Linked DNA regions of Ovis aries: region 2 is linked to region 1. The links are chromatin contacts, called in public Hi-C maps. All regions are on one chromosome and are shown on one strand. Each heading gives the region's core, a stretch centred on a gene start, on an enhancer-like site or on the middle of the called end of the contact. The rest is flanking DNA. Distances are from core to core; before and after follow the strand shown.

The links. Hi-C and Micro-C count contacts between places; a contact is called where the count stands out from the background.
Region 2: a contact with region 1 is called in a Hi-C map of muscle, with 5 times the contacts expected there. The contact joins the promoter of SRGN here to the enhancer-like site in region 1. A contact is called at or near these places in 11 of 16 Hi-C or Micro-C datasets (blood, hypothalamus, liver and 6 more).

Annotation. Positions count from the first base shown.
Region 1 is chr25:24,507,945-24,512,321 of ARS-UI_Ramb_v3.0, reverse strand. The region is part of intron 2 of KIFBP (kinesin family binding protein); the gene reads right to left. Among named protein-coding and RNA genes, the nearest start is that of KIFBP, 29 kb to the right of the region's middle. Within about 2 kb of position 1,846, at least 3 of the 54 cell types and tissues checked have an H3K27ac peak or open chromatin away from gene starts, as enhancers often do.
Region 2 is chr25:24,688,326-24,692,702 of ARS-UI_Ramb_v3.0, reverse strand. It overlaps SRGN (serglycin), which reads right to left and starts at 2,048. Exons shown (of 3, transcript XM_012105207.3): 1 at 1,918-2,048. The coding sequence starts at 1,990.

The DNA.
Region 1 (4,377 bases), core at 597-3,096:
ACAAAACAGATATGAATCACTAAAGGGACATCTACCAAAGGAGGTCTAATCAACACTCTTTAATAACCTAACTGGGAAAAGAATCTGAACATATGAAGATATATGTATAGGTGTAACACAAAAAAGTTCATACACCTAAACACACACAACTTGTATTCCAAACGTACTCTGATAAAAGATAAGTTACTTTAATACACAAAAGAGGTAACAATACAAGCTGCTGGTTGCTTCTTCTGGCACACTGCACTCTAACTTCCAGCCCCAAAGCAGCGCTTGCTCTAAGGCTCCGTCACCTTGCCCTGCCACCAGAGCTGGGAATTAACAAATGCTGCCTCCTTGTGGCCACTTCCCACAACAACCACCTCAAAAACATTGCTGAGGGGAAGCGTATTCAGAAGCACTGGTGGGCTATACATGGTACCTGCCCTCCAAAATTTCCAGGAGAAAGTAAGTGAAAATAATGAAACACAGGGCACACTTTGAAGAAGACAATTTCAACAGGGAAGTACAACTCACGGCTTTAAGAAAAAGAATAAAGTACCAGGAAACATGTGAGAAATGGTTATTTATAGACTGGCAACTGAGAATGATGAAGTAGCCACTCTCACTAATCAAAACGGCCATGATCAAGAAGTCTACAAACAGTAACTCCTACCAGAGGGTTTTAGAAAAGAGAGCCCTCCCATGTTGCGGCTGAAATGTCAATAGTAACAGCCACCATAGAGAACAGTAAAAACACTTCCTTAACCAGTAAAAACCACATCTGCCAAATAATCCAGTAGTCCCATCCTTAAGAGAATGGCACAGCAAGCCAGAATTTGACAAACTTTGGCAAGCAAAAGTGCACTATAACACCTTTTATAATAACCAAGACGAGAATTGAAAAACTTTTCCATCGACTAACGAATGGATATAGAAGAACAGCAACATGTTCACAACGCAATCTGATTTACGCATGTGAAAGAATGCCACCATGCCGACTTCTGGAACCTATCTGAAACTAGAGTTAGTACTACTGAGTGAACTAAGCAAGAATCAGAGAGGCAAAAAATTATACGGTATCACGTACAGGTGCAATTTACACACGCACAACCATGAACTATCTGATTAAACACAGGCAGAGTAACAGACTTGAATATCAAACTTATGGTTATCACCGGGGAAAGAAGCAGGGAAGGTATGAATTAGGAGCTTGGGATGAACAAATACAATCTATTACCTGTGAAAGAGATAAGAAACGATATCTACCGAGGGAGGTTTAACCAAAACTCTGTAGCAACCTAACTGGGAAAAGAATCTGAACATGTGTAGACATATGTATATGCGTAACGTGAAAAATTCTGTATACCTACAACATACACATGTATTTCAATCTTACTCGATGAAACAATAATTTAAAACCAAAAAAAGGGAACAAAGTAAGCTGCTGTGTGCTTTTTCTGGCATAGTGCGCTGTGATCCATAACACCAAAGCAGGATGGTTCTAACGCTCTGTTGGCTTGCGGGGTAACCAGAGCGGGGAATGAAGGAATGCTGCCACCTTGTGGCCATTCCCCACAACAGCAACCTAAAAACTACTGCCTCGGAGAACAGCCACTGTTGGACTGTAAAAGGCACCTGGCCTCCAAAATTCCCGGCAGTGAGTGAAAACAAACATGGAGTACACTATCGAGACGACAATATCAAAGGGAAGAAAACTCAGTGTTAAAAACAGAACAGAGCACCCGCAAACAAGCAAAATACGGTGATTTAGAGACACGCAACTCAGAACTGCCACAGGGTATCCCCACGCAACGGTCAAAACGGCCGTATCCAAGAATTCAACAGACAATAACTGCTACAACGGGGTTAAAAAAAGGGCAGCCTCCCATGGTGCAGCAGAATGTCAGTGGTAACAGCCACTAGAGAGAGCAGTATAAAGGTGCCTTCAACCGTAAAACCACAGCTGGCAAATGATCCGGTAGCCCCACTCTTACGAGTAAGTGCACAGCAAACCAGACTTCGAAAAGAAACAGCACCCAATGTGCACGGCAGCACCATTCACAATAATCAAGACTTGGACCAAAACATTTCCTACTGACGAACAGATAAAGAAATGCAACATCTTTAAAATGCAATCTGATGCACAGATGAAAAAGAATGCAATCATGTCAGTTTCCAGAACATACCTGAAAATGAGATAATCGTATTAAGTGAAGTAAGCAAGAATAAGAAAGGCAAAAATCATAGGATACCATTTGTAGGTGCCCTTTACACATGCACACCCATGAACTGTGGGTAAAACATAAACAGAGTCAGAGACTTGAAAATCAAAGTTATGGTTACCACAGGAAAAAGAAGGGGGGAAGGGATAAATTAGGAGCTTGAGATAAACAGATACAATCTATTACCCACAAAACACATGATTAATAAGGAACGACATCCACAAAGGGAGGTCGAGTCAACACTCAGACTAACAGCAAAGAGTCTAAACATATGTAGACACATGCATATCTATAACACAAAAATTCTACACACCTACACATATACATGTATTTCAATCTTACTCCAAAAAAAATTAAATGAATTTAATACATCCCAGCAAGCTGCTGGGTGCTGCTTCTGGCACACTGCACTGTAATTTGAAACCCCAAAGCAGGACTCGCTGTAAGGCTCCATCCTTTTTCAGGTAACTACAGCTGGGAATGAAGAAATGCTGCCGCCGTGTGGCCACTTCTCGCAACAACAATCTAAGACTCTTCCCCGGGGTAACAGAATATTCGCGTGCACTGGTGCGATTCTATGGTAACTGCCCTCCAAAATATCCAGCAGCAAGTTAAGCGAAAACAATTAAACAGAGCACACACTTTCAAGGAGACAATTTCAACAGGGAAGTACAACTCATAATGTTGAAAAAAGAATAAAGCACCCAAAAACGTGTGAAACAGGGTGATTTAGAGACAAGCAACTCAGAACTGCAAGGAGGTATCCACTCGCACCAGTCAAAATGGCCATGAGCAAGAAGTCTACAGACAGGAAGTGCTACAACGGGGTTATGAAAAGGGGACCCTCCTCCGGTGTGGATGAAATGTCAACGGTAACAGCCACTAGAGAGCTCAGTATAACAGTGCCTTTAGCTGCCAAATGATCCAGTACTCCCACCCTTAACAACATGTGCACAGCAAACCAGAATTCAAAGGACATGGGCACCCAACATGCCCTACACCACCTTTTATAATAACCAAGACAAGGAAAGGAAAGAAATTATCCATCGACAAACGAATGGATAAAGAAGAACTGCAACATGTTCACAATGCAACCTCATTCAGGATGAAAAAGAATGTAATCACGCCAATCTCCAGAACCTACCTGGAACTAGGGATAACGCTACTAACTGATGTAATGAAGAATCAGAAAGGCAAAAATCCTAAGCGATCACTTACTGGTGCTATTTACACATGTACAGCCTTGAACCAACTGGGAAACAGACTCGCAGACATGAAAATCAAACTTTCCGTTACCACAGGAGAAAGTAGTGGGGAAGGGATACGTTAGGAGCTTCAGCAGAATAAATACAATCTACTTCCACAAAACAGATAACAACCAGGAGCAGTATTTATGAGTGGAGGTTTAATTAACACTCTGTAATAACCTAATCGGGAAAAGAATCTAAACATACGTAGATATATATATGTATATGGGTAACATTAAAATTTTGTACAGCTGAACACATGCAATTCTGTACACCTAAACACACACAATCATACTCCAATAAAAAATACTAGTTACTTTAACACACCAAAGAGGTAACAACACGAGCCGCGGGCTGCTGCTTCTGGCACACTACACTATAACTTCCAGCCCCAGAGCAGGACATGCTCTAAGGCTCTGGCAGCTTGCCAGGGCAACCACAGCTGGGAATGAACAAATGCTGTCACCCTAAGGCCACTTTTCACAACAGCAACCTGAAAAATACTACCCAGGGGAAGAGAAGGGGTTTCCCTGGTGGCTCAGTGGTAAAGAACCTGCCTGCCAACGCAGGAGACATGGGTTTGATCCCTGGGTTGGGAAGGTCCCCTGGCAAAGGAAATGACAACCCACTCCAGTATTCGTGCCTGGAGAATCCCATGGACGGAGGAGCCTGCCCAGGTGGTGCTAGTGGTAAAGAAGCTGCCTACCAGCGCAGGAGACGTAAAAGACACAGGTTCAATCCCTGGGCCAGAAAGGTCCCCTGGAGAAGGGCATGGCAACCCACTCCAGTATTCTTGCCTGGAGAATTCCATGGACAGAGAAGCCTGGCTGGCTATAGTCCACAGAGTCGCAGAGTCGGACACGACTGAAGCGACTTGGCAGGAGAACAGAATATTCACAAGCACTGGCGGGCTGCATATAGTACTG
Region 2 (4,377 bases), core at 799-3,298, 180 kb before region 1:
CACACAAAGGACCATGTGGAGACAGAGATAAGATGGCTATCTACAAGCTGAGGAGAAAAGCTGCAGGATGAAACTAACCCAGCCAACACCTTGATCTTGGACTTCTAGTCTCCAGAACTGTAAGGAAATAAATTCCTGTTGTTTAAGCCACCCAGCCTGTGGTACTTTGTTATGGGAGCCCTAGCAAATTTATACAGTAACCTGAGATGCTTCGTTTCAGTAAAAGCAAGCCAAAAGCCTAGTGGAATTGATCATTCAGTTATATCAATGGATTAAGGAAAAAAACTATTTTTAAGTGGGGAAAGAGTGCTACAGAATCATATCTGGCATCACATAGAATATTATGAAATAGAGACCTCTTTGCAGCCTTGAGTTGATGTCACACACGCGCGTGCACACACACACACAGAGCCAGTGGGTGGGCGTCTATTTCCCTTCTTATTCAAATGTGGGCACAAACCCTTAATTCCAATACCAACTGCACTTCTCCTTTGGAAACTCCCTAGTGTTTCAGTCTATTCATTCTCTTATTTTTGGTTCCCTTCCCAACACGGAGCAAAATGTACCCAGTGATGACATAAATACTAGTGCTTTATACAATTTTATAACGGTTTCTTCACTACTTTCTGGAAAATACCGATTATATAAAGAACACTTTTGTTTTAATTTTAGTTTTCCCTATTGAATCTTAGTGGGAAATGTGACATTTCTGGGAGATTTTGAAGATGTAAAGATTCATCGAGCTCTGGTCAGAGTAGACCCAACACCAACAGGTCCCTCAGGTCTGTTCTACAAACATGGACTTGACTGCCTGGATCTTGTCAGAACACATTAGGGAATTATTTCACTGGCTGAAGGTTTTCCCTGAAAGATTGTAGTAAAGCCTGTTCCTTACAATCAACAATGTTTTATCCTTTAAAAAAATAAATAGATTAATGGAAAGGTTTCATCACCATCATTTGCTGGTTTTTCTTTAATAACAAGAAGAAAGTGATTTTTATAAATTTCCAATATATAATGAATGTATCTCAGGTTATGTATACAATTTCATTTCCACCAGAAGTAAAAACAAGACAACTAGAAGTCACTTCGAAGAAACGTATCTAGATGTGTGCATCGCTATGACTCAATATTTCCTTTACGATTTGGAGGAACTTAGTGTTTTTCTACTATAAATTCTCCCTTCTACTTATCAGGCCATGACTATAATCCCTTATTTACCAAAAGAGAAGAAACTGTGTTTTTCTTACAAACTGATCATTTTCATTTTCTTAGTCATTAAAGGTTTTAAGTTGTTTCATTCTGACTAAAACAATCCTAAATGATAGACCTAACAAGAATTTTCCAAATATGCTGTTTCTCTGAGCAATGACACAATTACTAAAATTCTTTGGCCTTTCTTTAAAATCTGAGCGGGTATTCATTAGCTGTGTCTAAACATAATTGAATTTTCACTAAGAAGCAGGTTTTTAAAAGGAGAGAAAATACAAGCAAATTTACTCTGATTTTAAAAATAGCATTTCCCAGTGTCAAAATAATGATAACATCACTAATTATTAAAACTTGGGATAGATGTGGGCACTTAGAGGTAAACCATTTTCTCTATTCCTTTCTTGAGGCTTTAGAAATTTGGAAGCCATTTTCACCTGACAATAAAATAATACATTTCAATCATTTTAAGAACTTACAAGGCCATAGCTGCCTCAGAGTTTAACTTTTTTTTTTTTTTTTTTGTACCAAACTTAACCAATTTCACTCTAAAGAGTTCAGCTACCCAAATTCTTTCTTTTTTTTTTTTTTTCTTGGCCTACTTTCCCATAATATACTATATTCTATACCTTAGAGTGAATATAATCATTTGTGTGGACCCTGGGGCATACAAGAAGATTATAAGGTGATAAGATTAGTGGTTCTTACCTTGAACTGAAGATGAAATCAGGATGAAGGCAAGAGCCAGAGCAAGCCTAGTGCACTGGAGGAGCACCTGCATGGTGACCAGTTTGCTTCAGCTCCACCAGCCGTGCACCAACCTCACAACAGGGAAGTGTAGCCGGGTGCTCTCTGTCCCTTTTAGAAAAGGTTCCAAAACCTCAAACCCTGCCCAGAACACACGTCACAGTTTCCTGAACAAATAGAAAGAGATCCACATCAACCCCAGAAAGATTTCGAAAAAAAAAAAAAAGAAAAGAAAAAAGGCAGCAAAAGAACTATTCATACCATTATGAAACTGCAGTGAACTCTCCCCAGGTCTGCTTTCTCAAAAGTTTTGTTGTTTGCCACTTGCCTGTTAGAAATTGTTTCCCACTGACACAGTAGAATCAGCATTCAGGACACTTTGTTTTTTCTTTCTTCAGGTAACAATCTAAACACAAGTTTGCTAGCCAACCGCACAGCTGATGAGATAAGGGAGTTGGATGCTGCCTTTTCATCACTGAGGCCCTTCAATGTAAAATATTCTTGATTTTATTTTTCATCAGGAGTAGCATAACTCACAGAGCCAAGCATAACAAGTGAAACTTCAAAGCTGAGTTCTAATCCACAAGAAAGAGTTGTTGGATTTCAGATAACTGGTTTCTTCTTATCAGATTCAGTTTCTCTCACTGGACCACCAGCCTCTCGCTCTGCCTCAAGAATCTAGTGAGGATTTTTGGTTATGAAGAACTGGGTAAAACACGAAAATGATCTTGCAGTCCTCTCCTCTTTCACACCGAGCATTTCCTATGATTTGATTCCATTTATAGTCTGGTGTGGTTTTTTTTTCCTCCTGGTAAAATTTTTCAACTTGACTTTCAGGTGCTCTGGCTTTGAATAAGCCAGAAATCAGAAACAAGGGGAGGTTGTCCTGTCAGTGGGCTGCTGGACCTCAGAAAACACAAAACAAAGTAAAAGAATAGCATCTCCCCCGTATCCTGGGGATCATATGCTGACTGAAGCCTGAGGAACATGAAGTACAGGCTCCATAATAAAGTCACATAATAAACACAACAGTTCATCACACACTCTTGCCCTTGAAACACACACTGTCCATCCCAGCATGTCTAACCCTGCAATGCCCACTTTCCATTTTCATCCTCCCTCTGGCCTGTCCTTTGACAGGAGGGAGGAGTTTCCCTTCCCTTGTTCTTGGCTTCCTGCTGATTCCTTTACCATTTCCTGCCAAGGACGGGCCTCAGACTAATCGCTGAGCAGCTGTGGTGCAAGTCCACAAATGCTGCAAAGCCTGCACATTTTGACCCTCCTCAGAACTATCTGGAAATGTGTCCAGGGACGACTCCAAGTGCAGTAATCAACCCCCAGACGCTCAAATCCAGGCGGTTCCCCACCATGGAATACTAGTTTCAGATTGAAATAATAACCCTCATCTTTGGCCCCTTTTAATTTTATCCCCCAATTTAAAACCCTGGCATCAAAACAATAATCCCTGTCAATAGCTTAAATAAGTCCGCTTTCAGTAAGCTCTCAGATCTGATTAGAGCTTGTGCTTTAAAATGGTAATTTTGGAGCCTTTTTCCACTTGAGTATTTTTTTTTTATTCTCTAGGTTTTAGTGCAGAGAAGGCAATGGCAACCCACTCCAGTACTCTTGCCTGGAAAATCCCATGGACGGAGGAGCCTGGTAGGCTGCGGTCCATGGGGTCTCTTAAGAGTTGGACACGACTGAACGACTTCACTTTCACTTTTCACTTTCGTGCACTGGAGAAGGAAATGTAACCCACTCCAGTGTTCTTGCCTGGAGAATCCCAGGGAGCCTGGTGGGCTGCCGTCTGTGGGGTCGCACAGAGTCGGACACCACTGAAGCGACTTAGCAGCAGCAGCAGGTTTTAGTGATTTTTTTTTTAAGTATTCACAATATTCATTAGCATTTGCTCTGTTTCTGCGACACTGACAACCAAGTTTCTTTTTCCAAATAGTCTTCCTCCGACTTCATTTCCCTAGTCCTGTTCAAGCTGTGCAGAGCAGGACACATGGCTGCAGAAGCCACAAGTCCTGGGTCTGAGCTCACTGACCAGAGGAGAGATGCTGGGCCACGTGCTCCTTGCGTGCCCATCATTCTAGTTCTAAGGATGGTGTGGGACACCAGTGAGGGGGCACCCACGAGAGCTCATGACTGTGAGAGTCGTGCTGGCAGTGGTCCTCTGGGTTGGGTATGGTTTTCTTGCCCAAGCGTCCTCCATTAGTGAAAAAGGACCCCTATCTTGCCCTAAACCTCAACCTCTACAAAAGACGAATTCCACTCCAGATTTAATCCTTCATTCACCAGGCAACCTTTGTTTTTTTTTTAATAGAGTCTTTCTTTTTAATGTTTATTTATTTATTTATGTTTGTCTGTGCTGGGTCTTATTGCTGTGAGGGCTCTTCTCTCATTGCAGCGAGCGGG